Linked DNA regions of Mus musculus: regions 1, 2, 3 and 5 are each linked to region 4. Evidence: chromatin contacts called from public HiChIP or PLAC-seq and promoter capture Hi-C data. All regions are on one chromosome and are shown on one strand. Each heading gives the region's core, a stretch centred on a gene start, on an enhancer-like site or on the middle of the called end of the contact. The rest is flanking DNA. Distances are from core to core; before and after follow the strand shown. Region 1 holds the start of Ifitm2 (interferon induced transmembrane protein 2). Region 2 holds the start of Nlrp6 (NLR family, pyrin domain containing 6). Region 3 holds the start of Sigirr (single immunoglobulin and toll-interleukin 1 receptor (TIR) domain). Region 4 holds the start of Gatd1 (glutamine amidotransferase like class 1 domain containing 1). Region 5 holds the start of Ifitm3 (interferon induced transmembrane protein 3).

What was found. Promoter capture Hi-C pulls out the DNA fragments that hold promoters and counts their contacts. HiChIP or PLAC-seq counts read pairs in DNA pulled down with a chosen protein or histone mark. Capture Hi-C pulls out chosen DNA fragments and counts their contacts.
Region 1: a contact with region 4 is called in a promoter capture Hi-C map of pre-B cells, with 3 times the contacts expected there. The contact joins the promoter of Ifitm2 here to the promoter of Gatd1 in region 4. A contact is called at or near these places in 9 of 39 promoter capture datasets (3T3-L1-derived adipocytes, the HPC-7 cell line, cranial neural crest and 5 more), 2 of 484 Hi-C or Micro-C datasets (the HPC-7 cell line and embryonic stem cells) and 3 of 115 datasets of contacts at active chromatin or transcription factors (large pre-B cells, memory CD8 T cells and pancreatic cancer cells).
Region 2: a contact with region 4 is called in an HNF4G HiChIP or PLAC-seq map of pancreatic cancer cells. The contact joins the promoter of Nlrp6 here to the promoter of Gatd1 in region 4. A contact is called at or near these places in 5 of 39 promoter capture datasets (embryonic stem cells, liver and pre-B cells), 1 of 115 datasets of contacts at active chromatin or transcription factors (pancreatic cancer cells) and 1 of 9 other capture datasets (adipose tissue).
Region 3: a promoter capture Hi-C map of liver shows a contact between it and region 4. The contact joins the promoter of Sigirr here to the promoter of Gatd1 in region 4. A contact is called at or near these places in 4 of 39 promoter capture datasets (the C10 cell line, fetal liver and stem cell-derived epiblast-like cells), 4 of 115 datasets of contacts at active chromatin or transcription factors (double positive thymocytes, large pre-B cells, memory CD8 T cells and 1 more) and 2 of 9 other capture datasets (adipose tissue and liver).
Region 5: a contact with region 4 is called in a promoter capture Hi-C map of pre-B cells, with 4 times the contacts expected there. The contact joins the promoter of Ifitm3 here to the promoter of Gatd1 in region 4. A contact is called at or near these places in 6 of 39 promoter capture datasets (the C10 cell line, hippocampal neurons, liver and 2 more) and 1 of 115 datasets of contacts at active chromatin or transcription factors (microglia).

What each region holds. Positions count from the first base shown.
Region 1 is chr7:140,954,554-140,957,253 of GRCm38.p6, reverse strand. Ifitm2 (interferon induced transmembrane protein 2) reads left to right here and starts at 1,293. Exons shown (of 2, transcript NM_030694.1): 1 at 1,293-1,584; 2 at 2,081-2,415. The coding sequence starts at 1,339. The coding sequence ends at 2,269.
Region 2 is chr7:140,919,530-140,922,229 of GRCm38.p6, reverse strand. It overlaps Nlrp6 (NLR family, pyrin domain containing 6), which reads right to left and starts at 1,328. Exons shown (of 8, transcript NM_133946.2): 1 at 1,144-1,328; 2 at 318-589; 3 at 37-72. The coding sequence starts at 1,172.
Region 3 is chr7:141,099,143-141,101,842 of GRCm38.p6, reverse strand. It overlaps Sigirr (single immunoglobulin and toll-interleukin 1 receptor (TIR) domain), which reads left to right and starts at 1,297. Exons shown (of 10, transcript NM_001355055.1): 1 at 1,297-1,364. It overlaps Ano9 (anoctamin 9), which reads left to right. Exons shown (of 24, transcript NM_178381.3): 24 at 1-624.
Region 4 is chr7:141,412,677-141,415,376 of GRCm38.p6, reverse strand. It overlaps Gatd1 (glutamine amidotransferase like class 1 domain containing 1), which reads left to right and starts at 1,252. Exons shown (of 8, transcript NM_172116.4): 1 at 1,252-1,375. The coding sequence starts at 1,312.
Region 5 is chr7:141,009,319-141,012,018 of GRCm38.p6, reverse strand. Ifitm3 (interferon induced transmembrane protein 3) reads left to right here and starts at 1,275. Exons shown (of 2, transcript NM_025378.2): 1 at 1,275-1,622; 2 at 2,130-2,429. The coding sequence starts at 1,374. The coding sequence ends at 2,294.

The DNA.
Region 1 (2,700 bases), core at 44-2,543, 460 kb after region 4:
GTCGTTACGAATGCTGCTGTAGACATGAGATACAGGCATACAGGATACGTATAGACATGTGTTCATTCTCTTACACACGAGAAGTGGGATTCTGGGTTGTAGCTTCGATCTGCCCACTGCCTGCAAAGCCTGCAGCATCAGTGGTGTGGTTTCTTTGCTTCTAAACTACAGTGCTTCCTAATGGGTATGAGCAGTGTGCTGCTGGGGCTTTGATCTGCATTTTGCTAATGAGCAAGAATGTGGAGCCTGTTACCCATTGTGCCTCTTCTAGAAGAAATGTTGAGTTCCCCTTTCGTTCATTTTTTTAAAATTTTTACTTACTACTTTTTATTCATTTATTTAAGACAAGCTGTCATGTAGCCCAGGCTGGACCTTGAACTGATTCTCCTGCTGACCTTTCCCAAGTGCTGGGATTACAGACATGTGACCTGCTCCAGCTTTTGAGGCTCTGATCGATGGTGATGGTTGTACAAGTAGAGGCGAACAAGGGCTCTGTAGTTAGACTCACTGATCTCCTCCTTGCTCCATTCTGCCCTGTGGGATGAAATTTGGGTGCTGGGGGTGGGGGTGTGAGGTTACTGAATGGGTTCAAGTGTCAAACGATTTGTGTCCTTCACCACCAGGGAACTTCCCTTGTTTCTAGGACGCTCAGTTCCCTCACTGCTTCTGCCGGGAAAGACTCGGAGTTCCCTGTGTAGCCGTACTCCTACAGGCTTCATTTTAGCAATGGCTGTTTCGCAACTGGTAGGAAAACATCTGCCTTCCATAAGCTCCCCGGCTGCAGCCAAGTGACTGGAATTTTCCTTCCCTAGCTAGCCAGGAGCATCCAGGCCCTGTGCTGGAAGGCTCCTCCTTCCCCAACTGACAGCCAAAGAAACATTGAGTTGCAGATCTCCCCAGCCCCCACCTGCAACAGATTAGTTTAGGGGTGTGTGTGCTTGGGGTTTTTTAGAGGAGGCCCTCACTGTGAGGCCAGGTTTAGGGATGTACCAGGGGTGTGAGAGCAGGGGGCTGGGGAGACTAGATCTGGGGAGAAGTTCTAGTATGCCTACTGTAAGCAGGAGGTGGAGACCTTCAGACAAGTTTTAGCCCTGGGACAAGTCTAGATCCCTGGAAGTTTATACAGAGGTACCTCAACAGTCAACTAGTCCTGAAGTAATTTGATACTCAAGGCCTAAGTACCGCCCACTTCAGTATCCAGCCAATTCCCCACAGTAAGGCCCTCTGGAGACTAACCCACCAACAGGAAAAGGAAATTGCTAGAGAAAGGGCGGGTCTACAGAACCAGGATAGCAGCAGCCATCCTCCAGACGGGGCGATTGTTCCAGAGTCAGTACCATGAGCCACAATTCTCAAGCCTTCTTGTCCACCAATGCCGGGCTTCCTCCAAGCTATGAGACAATCAAAGAGGAGTACGGGGTGACTGAGCTGGGGGAACCCAGCAACTCAGCTGTTGTGAGGACCACCGTGATCAACATGCCCAGAGAGGTGTCGGTGCCTGACCATGTGGTCTGGTCCCTGTTCAATACACTCTTCTTCAACGCCTGCTGCCTGGGCTTCGTTGCCTATGCCTACTCTGTGAAGGTGAGTGTGCTAGAGGGGGTGGGAGGGAATGGTGTAAGAAGGTGTGTGTGAGCCTGAAGCGCCATCTACTCAGATAGCACCGAGGTGTGAGTGTGGGGTCCTTTCTGTAAGAAAGTGTGTGTGCACCCTTCCTATTTGTGTGTGTGTGTGTGTGTGTGCGTGCGTGCGTGCGCGCGCGCGCGCGCGCGCACTGTCTGTCTCTGGTGTTGGAGACTTTCTGATAGTCACAGGATGAAACTGCCTGGGGATTCTGGGGCCAGACTTTCCCCACCCCTTCACCCTTTAGACTGGGGCCCTAATCTGTGTGGAAAGTGAGGTATGCAGCGAATGCTGGAGCTTACTGTATAGTTTGTGTTTGTGTGTGTGTGAAAAGAGGGGAGGGTTTCCCGGCTGGAGGGAGTGAGACAGTGGGCAGGGAGCAGTTGGGGAAATGGAGCCAGAGCACCTGGCTCTCAGCTGGCCAGCTCCAGGGCTCCTTACATCTAATTTCCTTCAGTCTAGGGACAGGAAGATGGTGGGCGATGTGGTTGGAGCCCAGGCCTACGCCTCCACTGCCAAGTGCCTGAATATCAGCTCCCTGATCTTCAGCATCCTTATGGTCATTATCTGCATCATTATTTTCTCTACCACCTCTGTGGTAGTCTTTCAGTCTTTTGCACAAAGAACACCCCATTCTGGATTCTAGCTGCCCTGTGCTCCACGGTCCACATCTGCCCCGCCCCTGCCCCGCCCCCAGGCTCAAGCCTCGACCCTTTACCCTACGCGTATGCAAATGTTACCTTCACCTATCTGTCCACAGTGGATTCAATAAAGTGCACGGGGTGGCAACTCTGGCTGTGACTCACTGTTCTCTGGTTCTGTACCGAGCTCACCTTGCATCCTTTTTGTCTGAGGAGAGCAAGTGTCGTTAACTTGTCAGGCTTCTGGTCTCCAGATATGGGCAGCAGCCGACCTGTGGGTTTTTGCCTGATCCAGGCAGAGGGGATCCGAGGATCATCTAACGCTGAGGCCGTGCTCCCGGGGGTCCCAGGAAGGGTGCAGAACTTTGGGCAAAGGAGGCTCCGGCCTAGGAGTGAAAGACACCCGGAGTCCTTTACTTTAGGGGAAAAGAAATCC
Region 2 (2,700 bases), core at 79-2,578, 490 kb after region 4:
ATAGGACGTTTCACCTGTGTGCCCGACCGAACATACCTGACACGGAGAGAAGCACCGAGGTGGGGCCGAGCTCTGGAAGGCAAACCCGACATGAGGCTCTCTGAGCATGAGAGATGGGGCAAGGCATTTCCATGGGAGCTTATGGAACTACCAGCCCCCGCCCCCCCCTCTCCCCCGCGAATGAAACTTTGGGCTGGTTTCCGGGAAGGAGAGTCTCAGGAAGTGGTAGAGTGGACAAAGTTGATCTTCCCAAGGAGAGCAGGGAGGATCAAGGGCGAGCCACCGGATCCAGCCCCATCCTACTCTGCCCAGCTTACTCTGTAGCTGCTGTTGCTTAAGTCGCGAGGCCACATCTCGAATATCCGACCTCTTCAGGACCTGCCGGGTCATTTCTACAGCTGGCACTGGCTCATAGAACTCAATGAGCTTGTCGACAAGGTCCACAGCGTCTGAGCGCTCCAGTCGCCCCCACGGGATGCTGCGGCCATCCAGGGGCGCATCCCTTAGCTTGTGGCGGAAGCGCTTCAGCTGCTCCTGGCTCAGCTCCTCCAGTGTAGCCATAAGCAGCTCCCTTGCCACTGCATCCACGCTGGGGATGAGAAGGGTTATCATCACTGATGCGACCTGAATAGGACCTGTCCCTGAACCTCCAAAGCACCCCGGGTCACACATTGCACATTCTCCACATGGAGCCCCAGGGCAATACATTGTAGAGACCCACAGGGTGTTCCAAGGCTTCACCTCAAATTACTGACTGTGGTGAAGTGGATCACTCCATGGTTAGTCTTTCTGCGTCTTTCCTTTCTGGCCACACGAGATAAAGCCAGTTAGCTTCCCTACGTGGGTCTGTGCTCTCCCTTGTCACATCCTCTGAAAGGGCTCCAGCTCTGCTCAACTGAGACAGGCCAGGCCCTGGTAGGCTTCCTGAATTCTCTACTCCAAACTCATACATAGCACACTTTGGTGAGTCTTTTCTGGACCACCTACACCAGGGACTGAGTCTGAGTTCCTTGTGGGGAGCAGACTCATAAATGCCCTGGTTTGCAGGGTGGACATAGAAGATGGGCTTGAAATTCCAGTACAAGACCTGCTCTAGAGGTGAGCCCAGTTAACTTGAAAGTTCTCTCTGGAAACCACACTCACCTGGAGCAGGAGGCTCCAGCGGCATCCATGGAGTCTTATCTCAGGATCTAACTCTCAGATGCAGAAGCTGGGAGCAGAGGTGATCCTTTCTGGGCTAAACTGGTCTCATTCTGGGTGTGAGGGTGTTTCTCAGTCTTGTTCATTCTGGCTCAGCTGGACTCTTGCTGACAGTCAAGAGGCTCCCAAGTTAAGCACGGGTTGTAACATCATATATGTGCTGGACTGCGACCTTTGGTTTTCTTCTATTTTATTCTATCAATACTCCTCCTCCTGGGTGTGGCATCCTATGCAGCTGTGAGGTGGTTCAGATTAAATAGCTGACTCACAACCAGGTCTTCAGAAATGGCCTTAAGGTGCTTTAAATTTTGCACACAAGGCGTGAAAATCAAGAGGGCAGGGGCCTGTGGGCAGGGATAAGGGTGGAGAGAGAAAAAGAACCAGGTCCTCAGCTCTGCAGTCAGTTAATCCTCCCACACCCAGCTCTAGGGCAGAGATCGGATGTTTCTGACCCTAGGCCCTGCAAGTGACTGCAGGGATATGGAGTTTCACTGTGTGGCTGGCACGGACGTGTGTAAAGGCACGTGTGCACACCTCCACATGGCTAAGTTAATGTTGTATTTAAGTGACTGTTTGTCGTAGACTAAATAAAGTCCATGAAGACACAGTTCACAGAGGCATGGATGTGTTTATTTATTTTTATAAATTCTGGAAAACAAGTCTTCTTTGTCTCCTTGTCATCATTATTGAAGGTAGAAAATGTGAGGCCAGGGCCAGTGAGATGGTTTATAGGGTAAAGGTGCTTGCCTGACAACTCGAGTTCTAACTCTGGAACCCACAGAAAAGTGGAAAGAGAAGAACTCCACAAAGTTGTCCTCTGACCTCCACACCCAATCTGTGGAATGCGTGCCACCGTGCTCTCAAATATCAAATGTTTCAAGGTGATAGTGATAGAGGGAGGCTGGAGAGATAGATAACACTTAGGGTTATCTGTCTCTCACAAAGAGACTGACTCTGGTTTCCTGATCCCACATGAAGTAGCTATCAACCACCTATGACTTCAGCTTCAGGATATCCAACTCTTATACAGGTGTGTGTGTGTGTGTGTGTGTGTGTGTGTGTAAAACACATACGTCTACATAAAAAGGAAGAAGGGAAGAAATACAAAGCCAAGCTGGTCTCGAGTACACTACTCAACATCTGTGTGACCTTGAACAGTTTGTTTAACCTCTATGCCTCTATTTCTTGTTCTTGAAGTAAAGCACGCACTCACAGAAGGTTGGAGAGATGGCTCAGCAGTTAAAACACTGACTGTTCTTCCAGGAGACCCAGGTTCAATGTCTAGCACCAGCACGGTGTGCAAAACTACCCGTAAGTCCAGTTCCAGGAGATGTGACACCTTCTTCTGCCTCTGCAGACACCGGGAATGCACAGGGTGCACAGACATCCATGCAAGCAAAATACACATAGACAGAAGATAAATTAAAAAGAAGAAGAAGAAGAAACGCTTATGGTATTCATATTACGTGGCGTGAAGTATAAGGTGTGGGGAGAGGGCTC
Region 3 (2,700 bases), core at 48-2,547, 310 kb after region 4:
CCCCACCTCTACAGCTTGCCCCTATCCATAACAATGTGTATGTATGTGTTGAGGGAGGCTGTAAAATGGCCCATGTATATGTAGGATCCTGGATGGTCTACATATATGTTAATACATGAAGATCAAAGGAGGGCCTAGACTATATGTAGGTGTATATGGGCATCCTACGAAGCCCATGTGTATATGTTAACCACGGGAGACTTGTATATGTAGGGATCATTGAAATCCATGTATATTTAGGGTATTTATGAACGGCACAGATGTGCCTGTGGGGTTTGCTTCAACTTTCCTACGGTTCAGATTGGTACAGACCTGACTTGAGACTCTTGAATGACCCTAGTACCTATAGAACTGCAGGTTGCTCATAAAACCCCCATGCAGTAAAATTAGCCTAAATGCCATGGACCTCCTGGCTTCTGGGCCTCAGATCCTGCTCTGTGGCCTCCTGCTTTGTGGGAAGCCATGGACCTCCTGGCTTCTGGGCCTCAGATCCTGCTCTGTGGCCTCCTGCTTTGTGGGAAGCCTAGAGAGTAACTTCTGGATCCCCTCCCTCCCAGTTAACCTGGATCCGTACAGCGGCAAAACTTTTTACAAGCAAAATAAACCTGTGTGTATTGATTTCTGAGCCTCATGATGTAGATCCAGTTTCTAGAGATTATTTCTTCCCTGGGCTAGATTGAGATGGGATGAATTATGGCAGCCTGGGGCCACCTGGCTCTTCTTTGGTTTGCCTCATTGTCTTTGGTTTTTGTTTGGTTGGTTGGTTGGTTTTTCAAGACAGGGTTTCTCTCTATAGCCCTGGCTGTCCTGGAATTCACTTTGTAGACCAGGCTGGCCTCGAACTCAGAAATCCGCCTGCCTCTGCCTCCCGAGTGCTGGGATTAAAGGCATGCGTCACCACCGCCCGGCTTTGCCTCTTTGTCTAAGCGCGGGGCACCTTATGGAAGAAGGTTCTTCCAAATATCTGGGGTTTTGAGTGGCAAGAGAAGACACGGGGTCAGTTATGAGTGGGATGTGAATCAAGAAAGACTTTCTGGAGGAAAAGGAAGAGTTTGGGCTGGAGAGGCAAAACACCATGACAGTCAGCAGGGTGGCCCTTTGCGGGTTGCGCTGGTTGGGCTCCTTTGGTCAAACCAAACCCTGCCCCTAAGCCGGGAAGTTTGAAGATCCCGGGACGGAACTTCCTACACTCACCAGCACTAGCCTCAGGCTTAAAGCGGGACACTAGGTCCGCCCTAGCCCTGCCTGCGGGGCGGGGCTGCACCTGCCGCTGGGTCTGTCGCCGCTGCGCACCTCGGACAGGTAAACTGTCAGCTTCCGCGCGAGTCTCAGGTGGGTGGCAGTCGTGACTCAGACACGCGGAGGTGAGTAGAGGTCCTGGTTCCTGGAGCCGCTCCAGTTTTAGGGTTGAGGACCTGGGAGCACTTTGCTCCGAGGAGCCTTGGGGCCATGGTCCCGCAGGAAGTAGCTCTGAACCAGACGGGTTTCCCGCTCAGCCCGGAAGCTCGAGAGCACTGCGTCCAGTCCCCTTCTCTGGCCTTGCTCTTTTCATTCTGCCCAACATGGTCAATAGCTTCCTCTTGATTTAAGTGCAAGCCTGTAGAGGCGGGCGAGGGGTCGTAATACCTCGCCTTCGCTCCCAACAAACGTATCTCAAACCTAAGCAAGTCTAGGACACCTGAGCAGAGTGAGAGGCTGGCAGGGACCCGGGCTCGCGGGGACCCTAGCAGAGCCTTCGCCTCCTGTGAGCGCCAGCGTTCGGTGCGCGCCCAGACTAGCTGTCGGCGCGCTTCCGCTCTCCGTGCGCGTCCCCATCTTCTGCACGCGTGCCTGATAGGTCGGCTTGCCTCACCTGTTGAGTTCCGGGAAACAGGTCGTGCGCCACCCGCAGAAGACCAAGGGCAAGAAGTAGGAGCTGGATGAACTCGGGGAATTGGTCTCCTCGAGGCCTTTTATGCACACTCCTTTCTTTAAAGAAAGATATGTGGGGATCCAACACACACCAGAAACAGGGGCGGCGCAAGAGTAGCGCTGAGCAGCACCCAGGTGTCGAGATGCTGAGCAGCAAAAAACCGGATCCACAAGTGGGGAGCGGGCCTGGGGCTTCGAGCTCCGAAGCTCCAGAACACTCACTCATCTGATAGCACAGGATGCCCCTATAGCTCAAGGACTGTGCCTCCAGGACCTGGGCCTTCCAGGAACCTCAAAATACGGAGGCAATGCTGAGTGATCCGAGGGTCTAGGCTGGGATTTAAATTCTGAGGCCCTGGAGTGCCTTCAAAAGACTGCAGAGGCAAATATCTGAGGCCATCTGAGTTTTTATGCAAGAGTGGCCTGAGGCTGGGGTATGGGATAGAACAGTGGTTCTCAACCTTCCTTTAATACAGTTCTTGTTGTGGTGACTCCCAACCATAAAGTTATTTTTGTTGCTACTTCATAACTAATTTTGCTACTGTTATGAAGCTGCAACTCTTTAATCTTTAATACAATTCCCCATGTTGTGGTGACCCCCAACCATAAGGTTATTTTTTTTTCTTTTTTTTGGGGGGGGGGTTCGAGACAGGATTTCTCTGTGTATCCCTGGCTGTCCTGGAACTCACTTTGTAGACCAGGCTGGCCTTGAACTCAGAAATCCGCCTGCCTCTGCCTCCCAAGTGCTGGGATTAAAGGCTTGGGCCACCACAGCCAGGCTTCATAAGA
Region 4 (2,700 bases), core at 3-2,502:
AAAAGCTTTGTTTACCCAAAGGTGTATTTCTCTATACTAGCCTGGAACAGTGATTCTCCTTCAGTCAGGGACTGCTTTCCCCTCCTCCATTTCTTGTATGTTGAGTCTTTCCCGACTAGTTAATAAGATTGTGAGGTCGGACTCCAGTCAGTGGGCAAAAGAAACAGCCACCACCTGAGTTAAAACAAAATCAAATGCTCTTCCTGTCTTGGGGTGCTGTTCACCATTTTCTCCAGCACACTCTTCCTCAAGGGTAAAATTTGCCCTGTCTATACATTTCCCTGGAATGGTAGTCTCTTTACAAAATTATATCTAATACCTGGGCGTTGAATTCAATATAAATACTTTTCTCCACAAGACTCAAGCTTACTGCTGGCTCTGCCACTTCTGGTGCCTTAATGTTACTCTGGAGGCAGCACAAAGGTGGAACTGTGTGAGTATGTGGACACTAGCCAATCTGACCCCTTCAATTTCAGGGTTTCATGTCAATAGATGGGGATTTAATAAGGATGGCTAGTCAAGCTTGTGGCTTGTGAATCTTCAAAAGTCGCCACTCAGACAACACACAATCCTGGGCTCCAGGTTCCTTTTCCTAAGCCCCAGCAGGAGTCCCACAGAAGTAAATCGCTTTAGATACAGGTTGGCCTCCCCAATCTGGTCTTTTCCTCAGGAAACTCAACAGAACCTCCAGAGGCGTCCACAGCTCAGGAAGTGACATTCCATCCTCTATAGGAACATACAAAACTCAACCGACCCAGGTATCTTCTGGATCTTCACAAACCGGCAGAGGAAGACCCGCCCACATACGACCCAACTCTGTGCCCCTCACCCTGTCCGCCCGACCGGTCATCGCTCCCTGACACACTTAGCCAGGCTCAACTTTCGGGCAAAGGCCCAAGGCGTAGTAGCTCTGTGGTAGACTCGGACTCGGAAACATCTACCCGGCCCACTGGGTTTAATTGATGTGCCCTAGGGCCACAAGTCTGTACCGGTGGCTTCCAATCAGGAAACGACCACTCAGGGACCCAGGGCGTATCCTCCCCCGCCTCCGCCTCCAACCCCCGCCCCGCTCCGCCCCGCTCCGCCCCCGCTCAGTCCCCGCCCCTCGCATGCTTGCCACTCAACCACTACCCCATGCGCATGCGCAAACTGCCCCCATCTTCACTCAATTTCCGCGTTGTTTCTCCCACCCCACCTTGCACCCTGCCGGCGAGCCCCGCCCTTCGTGCCTCACGCATGCGCATTCCGCTCTCTGCAGGCGAGCCCCGCCCCGCCCCATCCCTCGCACAAATATCCGCCTGGGCTGTAGCCATGGCGTCCGAGCGGCTGCCAAGCAGGCCTGCGTGTCTCCTGGTGGCCAGCGGCGCTTCCGAAGGTGAGGCGCGCAGGGCAGCTGTGTAGCTCACTGGCCTGCAGTCCTGACTCTGGGCAAACGTTTGTGTTTGTGGAGTTGAGATTCTGGGACCCTGCATCTGTTTCTCTGGCGCAGGCCTACTATGTTGTCTGCGCTGGCAGACAGGGACGGTCAGCGGCTGCAGAGATGACCCTGCCCCCGAGTGAGCCGCAGGGGCTTGGTACTCTCTCTGCCCGTGTTTTCTGCCTCTCTGTTACCCCCTATCTTGGGTTTATCTTCGTGCACCTCCAGGAAGCGATCCTGAAAGAGGTTGCTCGAAAGAGCTGCATAAAAGGGACCCTCACGCAGAAGGGGTCTGTTGGCTTCATGTTCCAACTGCCCGGTGTGTGTCAGGGGCGCTGGGCAGATGATTACTTCACGGGTCCTTAGGGAACCGACTGGCCCGAGATAGTCTCTGTGGGGAGGTGGAGCCCAGGGCTGCGGCCCGGGGTTTCCCTCTGGATTCCTATAGACCTCTGCAAGTGGGTGTGAGCGCGAGGGTACGTCGGGATCTTGGACTGATGAATTTCTGGGTTCCACACTGAAGCGTCCCAGGTGAGGGTGGGAGGGGCCTGAGGGTGCTGCTCCTCCCTGGAATAGAGGTAAAAGAGAATCTACAGCAGCTCCTAGGTAGGCCTTCCTTGAGAGTCGGAAAGTGAGGGATTGAGAAGCTAAAAATTATCTTTAATCCCAGCACTCAGGAGGCAGAGGCAGATGGATCTCCAGGAGTTTGAGCCCGTCTGGAACTTATATAGCAAGTTCCAGGCTAGCAGGAGTACACAGTGAGGTCTGACTCAAAATATTAACCAAAACAAAATCCACAAGCCAAAAGCCTAGTGTCAGAGTTGGAGGCAGGAGGATAGAGAGGGCAATGGCTACATGAGATGCTGTCTTTAAAAAAATGCTAGGGGGCTGGTGAGAAGGCTCAGCGGATAAGAACACTGACTGCTCTTCCGAAGGTCCTGAGTTCAAATCCCAACAACCTCACAACCATCCTTAACAAGATCTGACTCCCTCTTCTGGAGTGTCTTAAGACCCACAGGGTGTCTTAAGACCAGGATGGGAGAGAGCAACCATTTGGTCTGAAGACAGCTACAATGTACTTATTTATAATAACAAATAAACCTTTGGACTGGAGTGAGCAGAGGTCCTAAATTCAATTCTCAACAACCAGATGAAGGCTCACAACCATCTGTACAGCTTCAGTGTGTACTCATATACATAAAGTAAATAAATAAATCTTTTAAAAAGTGCTAGGATCAAAGGTGTGCATAAAGGTGTGCATTACCACACCTGGGGGCTAGAGT
Region 5 (2,700 bases), core at 26-2,525, 400 kb after region 4:
AGTCTGTAGGAGGTGCTGATGTCTCTGTGAAGAACTCAAGAAAGATAATGAAATGAGTGGAACCTAGAAACTAGAGCAGCCCCAGCTCCCAAGACTCAGGGCACTAGGAAGGGTGGGTGCTGCAGGGCACCTTGAAGGAGATCTCTGTAGTAGCCTGGTCCTTCCAGTGCCACCAAGATAGAAAGTGGATGCAAGTCCTAACAAGAGAAGCCAGGCCAGATGTCCCTGTTATCACTGAGTCCTTCAGTATGATCAGGAGTAGCTTTCCTGGTCACAGCCCTCACCCCACCAAGCGTTTGAGAAAGCGTCTCTGGTAGGACGAAGGTCCTCTCGGTGACCATGCCACTAGCACTAATAAATTTTGTTAGGGCAGGAGGGAAAAAGAGTGGCTGTAGCACCAACAGGCCAGCCCAGGACCATGAGGTCAGAGCCAAGTGACCGAAGATCATTTAGTTCTAATACCAAAGTCCAGTGGTTGATCACACTTAGGGCACTAGGGCTCTGCAAGGAGAGAGACACAGAGGCGTGTTAGCATTTTGTCTAGGCTCTGCCCCACAGTTATCTGGCAACAGCTGGGTGTGCCTGACTCACACTAAAAGGGGCTGCTCCCCCCCTTACTCTCTAACCTTCCTGCACCTGCTTCCCCCTCCTCATTCCCCACTCCCTCCGAGTGCTCATGGCCAGCCTCTACTTCTCTGTTCTCTCTCTCTCTCTCTGCCTTTCTCTGTCTCTACTACCCTCTCAACCCCCTCCCCATGAATAGAGAATAAACTCTGTTCTATGCGATACCACCGTGTGGCTGGTCCCTCAAAGGGAAGGGACGCTTCAGCGTGGGCCTGCAGAGGCCCCCCCTCCCCCAACATATGACTGCATAGCCACCGAAGATATTCCTTCTCTCTCCTCTTTAAAACACAAGAAGTACCGTTCATCCCACCTGTCTATGAAGCCAGGAGAACTGGCGTTCATAGTGAGAGGCTCTCTGGGCACTCTTTATTGCTGAATAAAGAATAGAGGGTTCTTTGGGGCCTGGCTGGGACCTTGATAAGGAACAGTGAGGTTCTGCAGCTGTGAGCGTGAGCTTGGTTGACTCCAGGACCCCTCACTCTTAAACACTGAGGTTTGGGCCTTGGGACAAGTCCTGACTTGGGCTCCTGGCCTGGAAGTTCCCCTGATTCACAATCCTTCCTGACATCCTGCCCTGGAGTAATTTGATCCGCAGGCTTTTTAGATCCCCGCCCCTCTGAACCCAGAGCAGTTTCATCAAGCCAAAATTCAGGAAAAGGAAACTTCTGAGAAACCGAAACTGCCGCAGAAAGGGCAGACCCGCAGCGCGCTCCATCCTTTGCCCTTCAGTGCTGCCTTTGCTCCGCACCATGAACCACACTTCTCAAGCCTTCATCACCGCTGCCAGTGGAGGACAGCCCCCAAACTACGAAAGAATCAAGGAAGAATATGAGGTGGCTGAGATGGGGGCACCGCACGGATCGGCTTCTGTCAGAACTACTGTGATCAACATGCCCAGAGAGGTGTCGGTGCCTGACCATGTGGTCTGGTCCCTGTTCAATACACTCTTCATGAACTTCTGCTGCCTGGGCTTCATAGCCTATGCCTACTCCGTGAAGGTGAGTGTGCTAGAATGGGGGGAGTGATGGTGTAAAAAGGTGTGTGTGAACCTGAAGCTCCATCTACCCAGATGGCACCGAGGTATGAGTGTGGGGTCCTTTGTTTAAAATAAGTTTGTGTTCATTCTTCTGTGGTGTGTGTGTGTGTGTGTGTGTGTGTGTGTGTGTACACGTGTAGGCTTAAAGGCTCTCTGGGGGCAGACACAGGGTGAGGCTGCCTGGGGATTCTGGAGTCAGACTCTTCCAATGCAGAGATGCCTATAGCACCTTCACTCAACAGACTGGGATTCTAGCCTGTGTGGAAAATGTTCAGGAGATTCATGGGGAACAATAGCCTACAGTGGGGTGAACAACAAGTGCTAGGGCCTCCTGGATGATCAGAGGATGTAAAATGTTCCTGACCTAAGATGGGGAGATGCAGTCCACAGGGAGTACGTCAGGAAAACTGTCAGAGCATCTGCCTATCAGCTCCAGGGCCACTGACCGTGTCTATCTGTTCTGCTCCAGTCTAGGGATCGGAAGATGGTGGGTGATGTGACTGGAGCCCAGGCCTACGCCTCCACTGCTAAGTGCCTGAACATCAGCACCTTGGTCCTCAGCATCCTGATGGTTGTTATCACCATTGTTAGTGTCATCATCATTGTTCTTAACGCTCAAAACCTTCACACTTAATAGAGGATTCCGACTTCCGGTCCTGAAGTGCTTCACCCTCCGCAGCTGCGTCCCTCCTTGCCCCTCCCTACACGCAGGTGTAACACTCATTTATCTATCCACAGTGGATTCAATAAAGTGCACTTGATAACCACCATCCTATGACTGCTTTTATTCCTCCCACCCCTCTATCTTCCTTGCTCTGAGGTGGACATGTAGGTTATCCTCAATTTGGCAGTAGTCTCTGGCCTGCTGTTGTGGACATTTGCTGGCCAAAGTCCTGGATGGTATTTGGCTGCTTCAGGCAGGGAGAACTCAAGCTTCAACTGGCCCTGGCCCCACATTTCCAGGGCACCCAGTCCAGTTCAGAAGTGGAGGACCAGGTCTGGGTCCGTATTCTTCTGGACGAATACTCTGAACCAGACAA